Regions from separate parts of the Arabidopsis thaliana genome. Here region 2 is linked to region 1. Evidence: chromatin contacts called from public targeted proximity ligation data. All regions are on one chromosome and are shown on one strand. The core of a region is the stretch at or near the end of the contact, and the rest is flanking DNA. Distances in the headings are between cores, read along the strand shown. Region 1 holds the start of NPQ4 (Chlorophyll A-B binding family protein). Region 2 holds the start of AT1G44810 (DNA-binding storekeeper protein-related transcriptional regulator).

Region 1 (5,399 bases), core at 2,273-4,772:
TGTCTCATAGTGGTATTATCTGGAATTAAAATATTATTTGAGTTTGGAGGAATATTTATTAAATTTTTATGAAATAATGATGCGTAAACATGTGCGATGTAAGATGATTCCCAAACAAGAAAGTCACACAAGATTGATATAGATGACGAAGATGATAAAGTATTTGACTAAGAAAGCGGTGCATAATTTACTTCATTTTTTTCGTTACACAAACTATTGGTTATATTTGCAATCTCATTGATCAAGTTTGTTTATACGTTTTTAAAAAAAATTGATGCGTAAACATGAGATTAAGTGAAGTGGGATAGAAAGAATTTCATATTGGGCATGCCGACATCTTTTAGTTCTATGACTATTTGGATAGTACGTAGAGTGATGATTATAGTAACCAAAATTTTGTGTAGTCGATATATTTACATAATCTAATGTTTTAATTTGGTAACGGACGTTTACTGTTGTGAAAATGATAGACTACTAGTTTATATGTATGTAAGTATGTAAATAAAATAAATGGTATGGTATGCTATTATTCGTATGTGAAAACTTAACGTATAAAGTTTTTTTTTTTTTGATCAAAACATATAGTTATAAATACTAAATTGAGTTTTTGGTTTGGGTAAACTGTTTGTCTCGTGGTGGAATTATGAATTATCTGAAATTGATATATTATTTGGATCTTTTGAATCTTGGATCCTGCCTAATCACATGATCAATTTGGTCTTGCGAGTTGATCTATACCGAACTAAAGAACAACACTTTGACAGATACCCACTTTTTAGTTTTGACCAAACGAAAGATTAACACTTTATCTTCTTTTGCATTTCTTTGGTAAATGGTTTAGTCTGGGAAAGACGGCACGAACTTGTGGAAATTTAGCTTATGTGAAAAACATGTTTTTGAAAAAGGCTTTTTTAGAATAGGTAAATTTAATTTTCTCCTAATTCAGTTACGTGGATAGGACTATAGGAATATGTCTGAAAAGGGCAATTAGCCCCTTCACGGAAACGTTTACGTGAATTGTTTCGAAAATGGACATTTGTCGAAAACACAAAAAACGTCACTAATAACACGGTTTTTAGTCCATTTTAGCTATTGTTTTCTTATATTTCATAGAGAATTTAGTGTTATTCTAGAGCCAAGAAGAGAAGAAACACGTATTTTAGGAGTTACGAAAGTTTTAAGAGTTTCGGAGCAAAAAGTATCAAAAGATCATCAATTCCAATACTTCAGAAGTTTAGCATCCGGCCGAGGTCTTCTCGATCAAAACAACAAGATATCTCGGTATGTAAGAAAGCTAGAAGAGTCAAGATTAACATCAAAGTCTAATCGAAGCAATAGAAGATATGACCCGAAGAGTGGACATATCCCACAAATCGGCCGTTTGGAAAATAATAATCCAAAAAGCATCCCCCCAGAGACTTGAACCCGGGCAGCTCCTCAAGCTTGCCACCGACCACTAGGCTCACGCCTAAACCCTTCCTCTCCGTGTCACCGTCATTAGGCTTTACCATGAATCCCACTACTCGGCATGATCACTTACTCAAACCGGCGGAATTGACGTTCTTACCCCTATACCTAATTCTTAGCCCCAAGTATAAATACTCGTTCTATGCCCGAACCGTAGGTGCGTCTTCACAACAAGCAAACCCTAGCTGCCGCCGACACCGAGAGCTGCTAACTCGCCACCGCACCTTCAAGCTCGAAGAACACCAACTCTCTCTCTCTCTCTCTCTCTCTCTCTCTCTCTCTCTCTCTCTCTCTCTCTCTCTCTCTCTCTCTCTCTCTCTCTCTCTCTCTCTCTCTCTCTCTCATTTTGTATAAGATTCTCTAAGGTGGAGCTTTGCCTCTTGTATTTTACATTCAAAAAAGTAATCTCTAAACCCTTTTTAAGACTTATTCTTCTTTTTCTTATGGTTTACTCAACCCAACTTTTAATTCGCTCTTTTGCCATGAGCTAGTAGATCACTAGTTGGGTTTGAGGGAGTTTCAAAAGGGATTCATGGGGATGTTAAATCTGGTTTAGGTTGGCAGTTTCTATGATTTTGTTTGATCGTTTATACTATTCTTTCTAGTTGAGTTTGATCTTAATGCATGTATGTCTCGCACACCACCTAATACATGATCTTAGGTATTTTATACTTAGCATAATTTCGTATAATTGCTTGAACCTAACTCACAAATGAATATTGTGTTATAACTATGCAAACGCTAAGTTATAGAGCCTTATGGATTAGAATCGAACTTGAACTTAAAGATTTGATCTATGCGTCGGTTTTTCCCTTATTTTGGGGTCTATTGTTTTTTACAAAAATCTTAACAAAATGCGATTCAAAAATTTGAAACCCAATACAAATGCATCATAAAAATTGGTGAAATGCCGGACCAGTCTGTCCTCGATCAACAGCTAGTTGTTCTCTAGATTTTGAAATATCTTGAGGATGTTTACCCGATGTCTCCGTCCCCACGTTTCTGATAAATGAAACGGCAGTAGATAGAAATATATGTGTTTCCTAGTAAGTTAACTGTATTTCTTTGTGACATATTATGTTATGTGTACCATGTTATTTGGCTATTTGCTATGATAATGTATAAATTATCACATAGCGTCCTAGCGAAATTAATAAAATCTATACTCGAAAATCATTAATCTGAAAGTTCATTAACAGATACACGCCAACATAAAACTATAACATGTTAAAGAGAAAAATACTATTTTCTAATTGATTAAATAAAATGTAAAAACATCCAAAAATACATGTCACATTATTGTTATTTTACTTATTAGGTTTGTTCCCAAAGTATATGCCTAAGCCCACTTGTTTTGTAATAACGTGAAATGAGCAGTTCGTGTTCAAACACGTCTTACATGGAGACAATTAATTAAACACCACTTACTTGTTACTACAAATATACTCTTTCGGAGTGTTGCGAGCAATTTATAAGTCGCACATATTTTTGACTCGAATCGAGTCAATCAGGTTTTCTCAAACTATTAGGGATTTTATGTAATATTTTTTTTTAAAAGGTATATTGATGTGAGTTGCCCAAAAAAAGAAGAAGGTGTGATTGATGTGAAATTGTTTTCAAAATAGGGGTTTAATGTATGTACATATAATTAAAATTAAAATGAAAGTTTATGATATTTAAATATTATATGTCCATTTTGAATATATATGATGATTGTTCAATTGATACAATTTAAATTACAAAATAATGAACTTTTTAGTAGAAGACAATGTTTTGTGTTTAAATTATAACTTTAATGAGACTCATAGAAAGAAAACAAATATGCCTAAACCCGCTTGTCATGATGTGAGATGAGGTGTTCGTGTCCAAAGTTCAAACACGTCTCTCATCGAGAAAACTAATTAAACACCAAAAATTATTCCTTTCTGAGTGTTGTGCGAGTATTTGTAGTTTCAAATGTTTTTTACTCGATTCAAGTTTTTACCGTCCCTAACTATTTTAAGGTTATAAGCGGGTGCGGTTGCGGTTACGGGAGTTTGCGGAAACGGGCGATCACGGTTTTAAGCGTTATCAAGCATTTTGAACGACTGGTTGAGCGTTTGATAATAGGTGCGTTTGCGGGAGTTTTATGACTGATAAACCAGCCGGTGCGATAGTAATTAAATAAAAAATAACCAAAATAAATATAATATATTACTATTAAAAGAAATAAAAATATAATATATTAGAAAAATTGATTTTCTGACCAAATAAAAATACAATATATCATCTCGTCCGACTAAAACATTTTCTAATCGAGAAAACAAATCGAAACATGTATTCAATCAAAAAACTCAAAAGAATACAAAATAAAATAAAAACAATGATGCCATGAAATAGTCAAAGAATTACACTAGCTAATGAGTGAATAAAATGATAGATGATACTTATGTTTGATTCTTGATTTTGATTTTCATCGGATGCCATAATTGAGAGAATAGAGTTACAATATATTGATTAGGGTTTTCTAATAAAAATAAGATATATAAAAGATTAGATTATTTTAATTATAGTGATTAGGGTTTGGGTGGAAACCACAATTATTTTAATTAACTAAAAATAGATTATTTTTTTATTTTTAATCTAACCGCTACCGCCCGCAACCGCAAACGCTTGCGGGAAGGAGCTTTTGAAAATTGGCAATTTTGAGCGGTCCAAAGCGATATCTAGCGGTTTCTATGATTGGTTCCAATCGCTAATAACCGCTACCAACCGCAAACGCTGCGTTTATGGGTGGTAGAGGGAGAACCAATCAGCCCTTAACAAAACCGAAAAAACTAAAGATTTGAACCTAAGTGTCGAAGATTCTTTCGGACCAGTCTTTACCACTAGACTACCTAACAAATACGAAAATATGAAGCCAAAATTGTTTTTATACTATTTGCGACCGTAAGTTTGGGTTTAGCCCGCTTGTGTTTGTGCCCGGCTCTGGCTATATTAAAAAAGAATTAGATATTTTTCAAATATAATATTTTTTACAAAATATGTAATTGATGTGAATTTTTTCAATATAGGTGTTCTTATTTATATACATATTATAAAAAAAATTAAGCCATTTCGTTTTTGTAATATCTAATGTACCAGTTCCATTAGTATGTACTTTGCTAGTATAACATACCCTTTTGACGTGAATCTTCTATGAGTATGTTTCTTTAGTTTTGACCAGACACAATTCATTTACATCAATACATAAATTGGATTTTAGTTCCAAAATATGATTTTCTTGAAAGAAATATTTTATATTTTTATTAGAAGGAGTTATTAGTTCGTCATAAATGGTTCTTTGAATATGACATTTATTTTGTTTTTTTGTTTACTGTCTAAATAAGTATAACTTTTAAAAAGTGTATCTAAATTTTTTAAAAACTATTATATTGATAGATTTATTTTTCTCCACAAAAACGTTATCTCCAGTTCACCACATAGAGAGTATGGAAAGGACAATTGGGAGACGTGGACGCACTTTAAGCCCATCAATAGATTTCCCTTATATCTTTTAATCTCTTCACTTCCACAACACAACACAAAACACATCACTGATCCTTCTCTCATCCTCAGAAAGAATGGCTCAAACCATGCTGCTTACTTCAGGCGTCACCGCCGGCCATTTTTTGAGGAACAAGAGCCCTTTGGCTCAGCCCAAAGTTCACCATCTCTTCCTCTCTGGAAACTCTCCGGTTGCACTACCATCTAGGAGACAATCATTCGTTCCTCTCGCTCTCTTCAAACCCAAAACCAAAGCTGCTCCTAAAAAGGTTTTCACATACTCTTTACTTGTCCCACAAGGAACATTTCTTGTGTGTTTGATGGTAATGTTAAGATTTTCATATACATTTTAGGTTGAGAAGCCGAAGAGCAAGGTTGAGGATGGCATCTTTGGAACGTCTGGTGGG
Region 2 (5,358 bases), core at 44-2,543, 53 kb after region 1:
CCATCTTCGAATTAGAGATACAACATACGCCTCAATTGTTTCATGATTTTTTTTTTTTGTTTTTTTGCACCATTTACATGTGAATGCTTTGTTTGACATAGAAACTATTTTTAACCTTTCCAAAAATATATTAAAGTGCAAACGCACACACACCAAAAGCAAACATTTACGTTTAGCATTTACATTTTTGATAAGCAAAATAATCTTGGTTAAGATGTTAAGAGTTGTATATGTTCATTTAAGATAGAAATATGTACTAGATCTAAGTGAAAACGAAAGTGCAAAAACTAAAAACCGAGGTTAATAACTCATGTTTTTTTTTTGTCTAAGAAAATGAACAATTTAGCTAGTAAAGTAAGATACTTGTTTAGTATCATTTGTTTGGTGTTGTGAATATGAACAAGAAAATGAACAATTTAGCTAGTAAAGTAAGATAATTATAGATCTTAAGTTGAATAAACAATTGTGAGACAAGGATATGATTTGGTCAAAATAAATATACAAAATGAGAAAGTGAATGGTGACGCAAGTTTCAATTATGGGAGAGAGTGGATAGATGCCTACTTGCATGAGTGTAATCTTTCAGGGCTCAACACAAATATTTGAAAGTGAGAGTGGAGTTCCATGTGTTTGTTCCCATCTTCTTCTCTTTCTTTGTTACTCTTGAGGCTTCATCATACTCACCAACATTAGCCAAACATCTTCACTTTTCTTTCTTCATTTCTTTAAATATGGGGTCCGAGGAAAAAAAAGATTTCTTGAATTGTTATCATGTATCTTGAAAAATCATGACATTATCTTCACTAAGTTAGTAATTCATTTACATAAATTATTGAATGTGAAAAACTTTTATATCGTTTTTGATATATACTCCCTTCAGTTTTCTTTTATTTTCTAGGAAAATTTGTTTCAAAAGGTTGATTTTTAGATTTTCAATGCAATATTTATTAGTTATTATTGATGAATTATAAACTTTAATAAAAATAATTGAAAATCATTAGTTTAAAGTTATAAGAAATTATAAAATACAAAAAATAAAACATTTAAAATCAACTTTAATATGATTACCTTAATATATGTGTTTTTCCTAAACAATCGAACAAAAATGAACAGAGGGAGTATATATATATACACATAACACATGCAATAATAATTTTTTCTTCTTCCTGTTTTCTTACACATGTTTTTAGTTTGTTATTTTATTAAATTAACTGAACCATAAGAAGACAATTTCAAGACAAAATTAAAGAAGAAGAAGTTATAGATAGCAATTTTACCCAAAAAAAAAAAAAAAAGAGTTATAGATTAGCAAACAAAATTTGGTTGGGCCTGACTTTAATACACAAAAGCCCAAACTCTTAAACCCAACTGTTGTTCTGTTCTTCACCTTCTTCCCATCTAGGGTTATTACGTAACTTCTCTGTTCTCTCTCACTCTCTCTGTTCTTCATCACACCGAGAATTCGAAAATTCCGATGAACAAGAAACTTCTCAACCCTCTTGAAGATCCACCAACCGCTTCTTCAAGCGAAGACGTCGACGAAGAGATTTCATCAGGAGAAGATGAAAAAGAACATATCTCCAATTCTTCTTCTTCTGAAGAAGAAAACGAACTCAAAGATCTCTCCACTCAAACCCTAAATTCTCCTTCCACCGAGGCTCCAACTCTCGATTCTGGATCTGAGACAAATTCCGACTCAGATAAGCCAATCGTCTTAACCAGTCAGAAGAAGAAAGAAGGTACTGATTCATCAGGGACGAAGCGAGCTAGTGAAGGAACTAGCTCAAAGGACATCAAAAGAGCTAAGAAAGTTTCAGGAGATGACGATAACAAAAAATTTCAGAGTTTATGGACTAAAGAAGATGAGATCTCTCTGTTACAAGGTATGATTGATTTCAAAGCTGAGACAGGTACAAGTGCTCATGATGATATGAATGGGTTTTTTGATATTGCTAAGAGATACATAAGCTTTGATGTTAGTAAGATCCAATTCGGTGACAAGATTAGAGGTTTAAAGAAGAAGTATTTTGGTGTAAGGAAGAAGAAAGGTTTAGACTTGGATCATGATAAGAAATGTTTGGGATTGGCTAAGTCTATTTGGGGACTTGATGGTAAGGAAGTGGTGGTTCTTGGAGGAGATTCGGAGACGTCGAATTGGTTTGAGAAGTCGTTTTTGGTTCGGGTTGTTGCGAGGCTTGGTGTGGATGAGTGTATTGTGAAGTGGAAATGGAGTAAGGTGTCTAAGGAGACTAAGAAGAGGATTGAAGAGAAGATGAAGATGGTGGAGGCTAAGGAACTTGAGTTGTTGTCGCAGAAGATAGATGTTTTGAAGGAGGTGGCTTCTGTGATTGCTGAAACTATCTAAGAAGAAGGACTTGGATTGTTTAGGTTTAATGGAGATGTAATGCCTCTTTTGTTATTTATCGTAGGATATATGTTTCTCATCTATGTTTCTGGTTCTTATTAGTCTTCTTTTTTTGTTTCTTGTGTGAGAATTAGCTAAGGAACTTAAGAACTTTGGACTTTGTAAGCCTTTTGGTCGATGGTTGTAATGAACTTAAGACTTTGTAAGCTATGGCTCCGACTGGTAAAAGGTGTTTTCAAGGTTGAATTGCAGTCGAAGTTATAATTTGATGTAAATATTATGTGGTATAAACTGCAGTTTGATATTGCCCTATTCTTTTCGTTATCGTTGCGTCAGCGGTCCGCGGCCGAAAATTATAACTTATTTGCATGTAATGTATATGGAAACTAACATAATCGTTCTTGTGAAAAGAGCCGCAACGTCTATAATGTATATGTTAGACTTTTGTCCGGTGACATTTTATCTTTTTGACAACGTAAGACTGGCCCTCGTTCTGACACTGCCCATTTCTCTTTACGGTGGTGGTCGGCTTGCGTCTAGATTTCGGTGGCTTCTATAGCAATGGTGGGCTAGCTAAGATCTAGAGTTTCACCGCTTATCTTCGGTGTCTCTTTTATTTTTGGCCGGATTGTTTTTCGGTTTAGATTTATGCTTTTTCCCTCGATTTCTTTATATTCGATGTGATTGGACTCTTTTGCGTTTCAATTTTTACATTTAGAATTGTAATTCCTTAACCCTCTTTTGTTTAAAAGCTCTAGCGGTTTCCGGTAGTTTTGAAGGTTCCTTAGGTCGCTTTCTACATCGACGATGACCGGCGTCGACATTTGATTCATCTACCCACGTGTCTCAACATTGGTTAATAGCCTCACACGTGTCTCTTAGTCTCTGCATTGGATTTTTTCAGCTTATTTCCTCAAAGAGTAATAGTTTTCTGGATTGGGATTTCTTTACTTTGGGCCTAAGTTTATCAGATGGACTTGATGGTATCTTTTAGGCAATATTGGATGATTATATTGTTTAGAAATAGTTCAATATTGTGAAGTTAATGTGTCAAGCCCTGTTGGACCTCCTAGCGCAAGATATGAGGTGAGCCATTCATCCCTTATAACACTTCAGGCAATCTACCTAGCTAAAAAATTGGCTTTTGGTGAAGAGAGGTTGAAAATTACTTCCGCCAATTTTTTTTTTCCGGCCAAATAAATTCCCGCCAAAACTTGTATTTAAAATTTTTTGTAATTTTTGAAAAAACTCTTAAAAGTCCTTGTATAGTTTTTTCAAAGCATTTTAAAAGCTTTGTAAAGTTGTTAAAAACACTTGTAAATCATTTTAAAATCTATTAAAATCATTATAAAGTCTTTCAATACACATGTAAATACTTTCAAACCCCTTTTAAATCTTTCAAAAAATCCTTGTAAATATTTTTTAAAAGGGAAAAAACCTAAAAAAAACTCAACTAATTTTTATTTGAATATTTAATATCTAATTATTTTTGATTAAAAAAATACACGAAATAATAAAACTGTGCAATTTAATACCCAAATAATTAAATGCTTTTTTTTTGTTTTTTAATTAAAAATAACAATATTTAATTTTTTAAATTTTAAATTACATAATTTTATTATTTCGTGTATTTTTCTTTTAACCAAAATAATTGGATATTAAAAATTCAAATAAAAATTAGTTTTTTCCGTTAGACTGTAATTAAAAAAATATTCATTCCTCAAACATGTTACTTCATGTTTTAATTCATTTTAAATACATTTATATTACAAATTAAAACTTTCAGAAAAAAATTTGAACTTTGGTGTCACAGAAAAAAAAACCTTTCAACTTCCTTCCATGGCGATATCTCCTCTTCTCTGGACTCTTATCATCTTCTCCATAATCTTCTCACTCCAATCCTCCTCCTCCGAAGAAGACACACCAATCACACGATTCCAACAATACTTAAGATTCAACACAGCTCATCCAAACCCTAACTACACCGCACCAATCTCCTTCCTCATTAACCAAGCTCAATCAATCGGTCTCACTACCAAAACAATCGAATTCATCTCTGGCAAACCAATTCTTCTCATCACATGGCTAGGCTCAAACCCTAACCTCCCATCAATTCTCTTCAACTCTCATCTCGATTCAGTCCCCGCCGAATCAGAGAAATGGACATATCCACCGTTCTCAGCTCACAAAACCATCGACGGCCACATCTACGCTCGAGGAGCGCAAGACGACAAGTGTATCGGAGTTCAATATCTAGAATCAATCAGAAACTTGAAATCGAGAGGCTTCTCACCTCTCCGTACGATTCATATCTCTTACGTTCCTGAAGAAGAGATCGGTGGATTCGACGGGATGATGAAATTCGCGGCGTCATCGGAGTTTAAGGATTTGAATTTGGGATTTGCTATGGATGAAGGACAAGCTAATCCTGGCGATGAATTTAGGGTTTTTTACGCTGATCGAGTTCCATGGCATTTTGTTATTAAAGCTGAGGGGATTCCAGGTCATGGCGCTAAGCTTTATGATAATTCAGCTATGGAGAATTTGATGAAGAGTGTTGAGTTGATTTCTAGGTTTAGAGAGTCACAGTTTGATTTTGTTAAAGCTGGTAAAGCTGCGTATTCGGAGGTTATCTCTGTGAATCCAGTTTATCTTAAAGCTGGAACTCCTACTACTACTGTGAGTTTGATGAGTTTTTGTTTTGGTGTGGAGTTGTTGTTCAAGAGAATAAGAGTGTTTGTTTTTTCTTTTGCAGGGGTTTGTGATGAATATGCAGCCTTCAGAAGCAGAAGCTGGGTATGATTTAAGGTTGCCTCCAATGGCAGATCCTGATGTTATGAAGAAAAGAATTGCTGAAGAATGGGCTCCTTCTATTAGGAACATGACCTACTCGGTAAGTAGATGTCGTTGTTTCTGTGTGTATTGCTATCTGAAATGTTAATATCAGCTAAAGTCCATACTCTATAGTCTATAGCGTTATACAGAACTGTTTT

What was found.
Region 2: a targeted proximity ligation map of shoot shows a contact between it and region 1, with 10 read pairs. A contact is called at or near these places in 2 of 26 Hi-C or Micro-C datasets (leaf and root), 1 of 2 datasets of targeted methods (shoot) and 1 of 3 other capture datasets (seedling).

The regions. Positions count from the first base shown.
Region 1 is chr1:16,866,699-16,872,097 of TAIR10.1, forward strand. NPQ4 (Chlorophyll A-B binding family protein) reads left to right here and starts at 3,523. Exons shown (of 5, transcript NM_001333231.1): 1 at 3,523-3,576; 2 at 4,921-5,261; 3 at 5,346-5,399. The coding sequence starts at 5,070. It overlaps AT1G44542 (Cyclase family protein), which reads right to left and starts at 89. Exons shown (of 6, transcript NM_103551.3): 1 at 1-89.
Region 2 is chr1:16,922,147-16,927,504 of TAIR10.1, forward strand. AT1G44810 (DNA-binding storekeeper protein-related transcriptional regulator) reads left to right here and starts at 1,294. Exons shown (of 1, transcript NM_103562.3): 1 at 1,294-2,675. The coding sequence starts at 1,475. The coding sequence ends at 2,365. It overlaps AT1G44820 (Peptidase M20/M25/M40 family protein), which reads left to right and starts at 4,151. Exons shown (of 4, transcript NM_103563.4): 1 at 4,151-5,044; 2 at 5,121-5,258. The coding sequence starts at 4,205.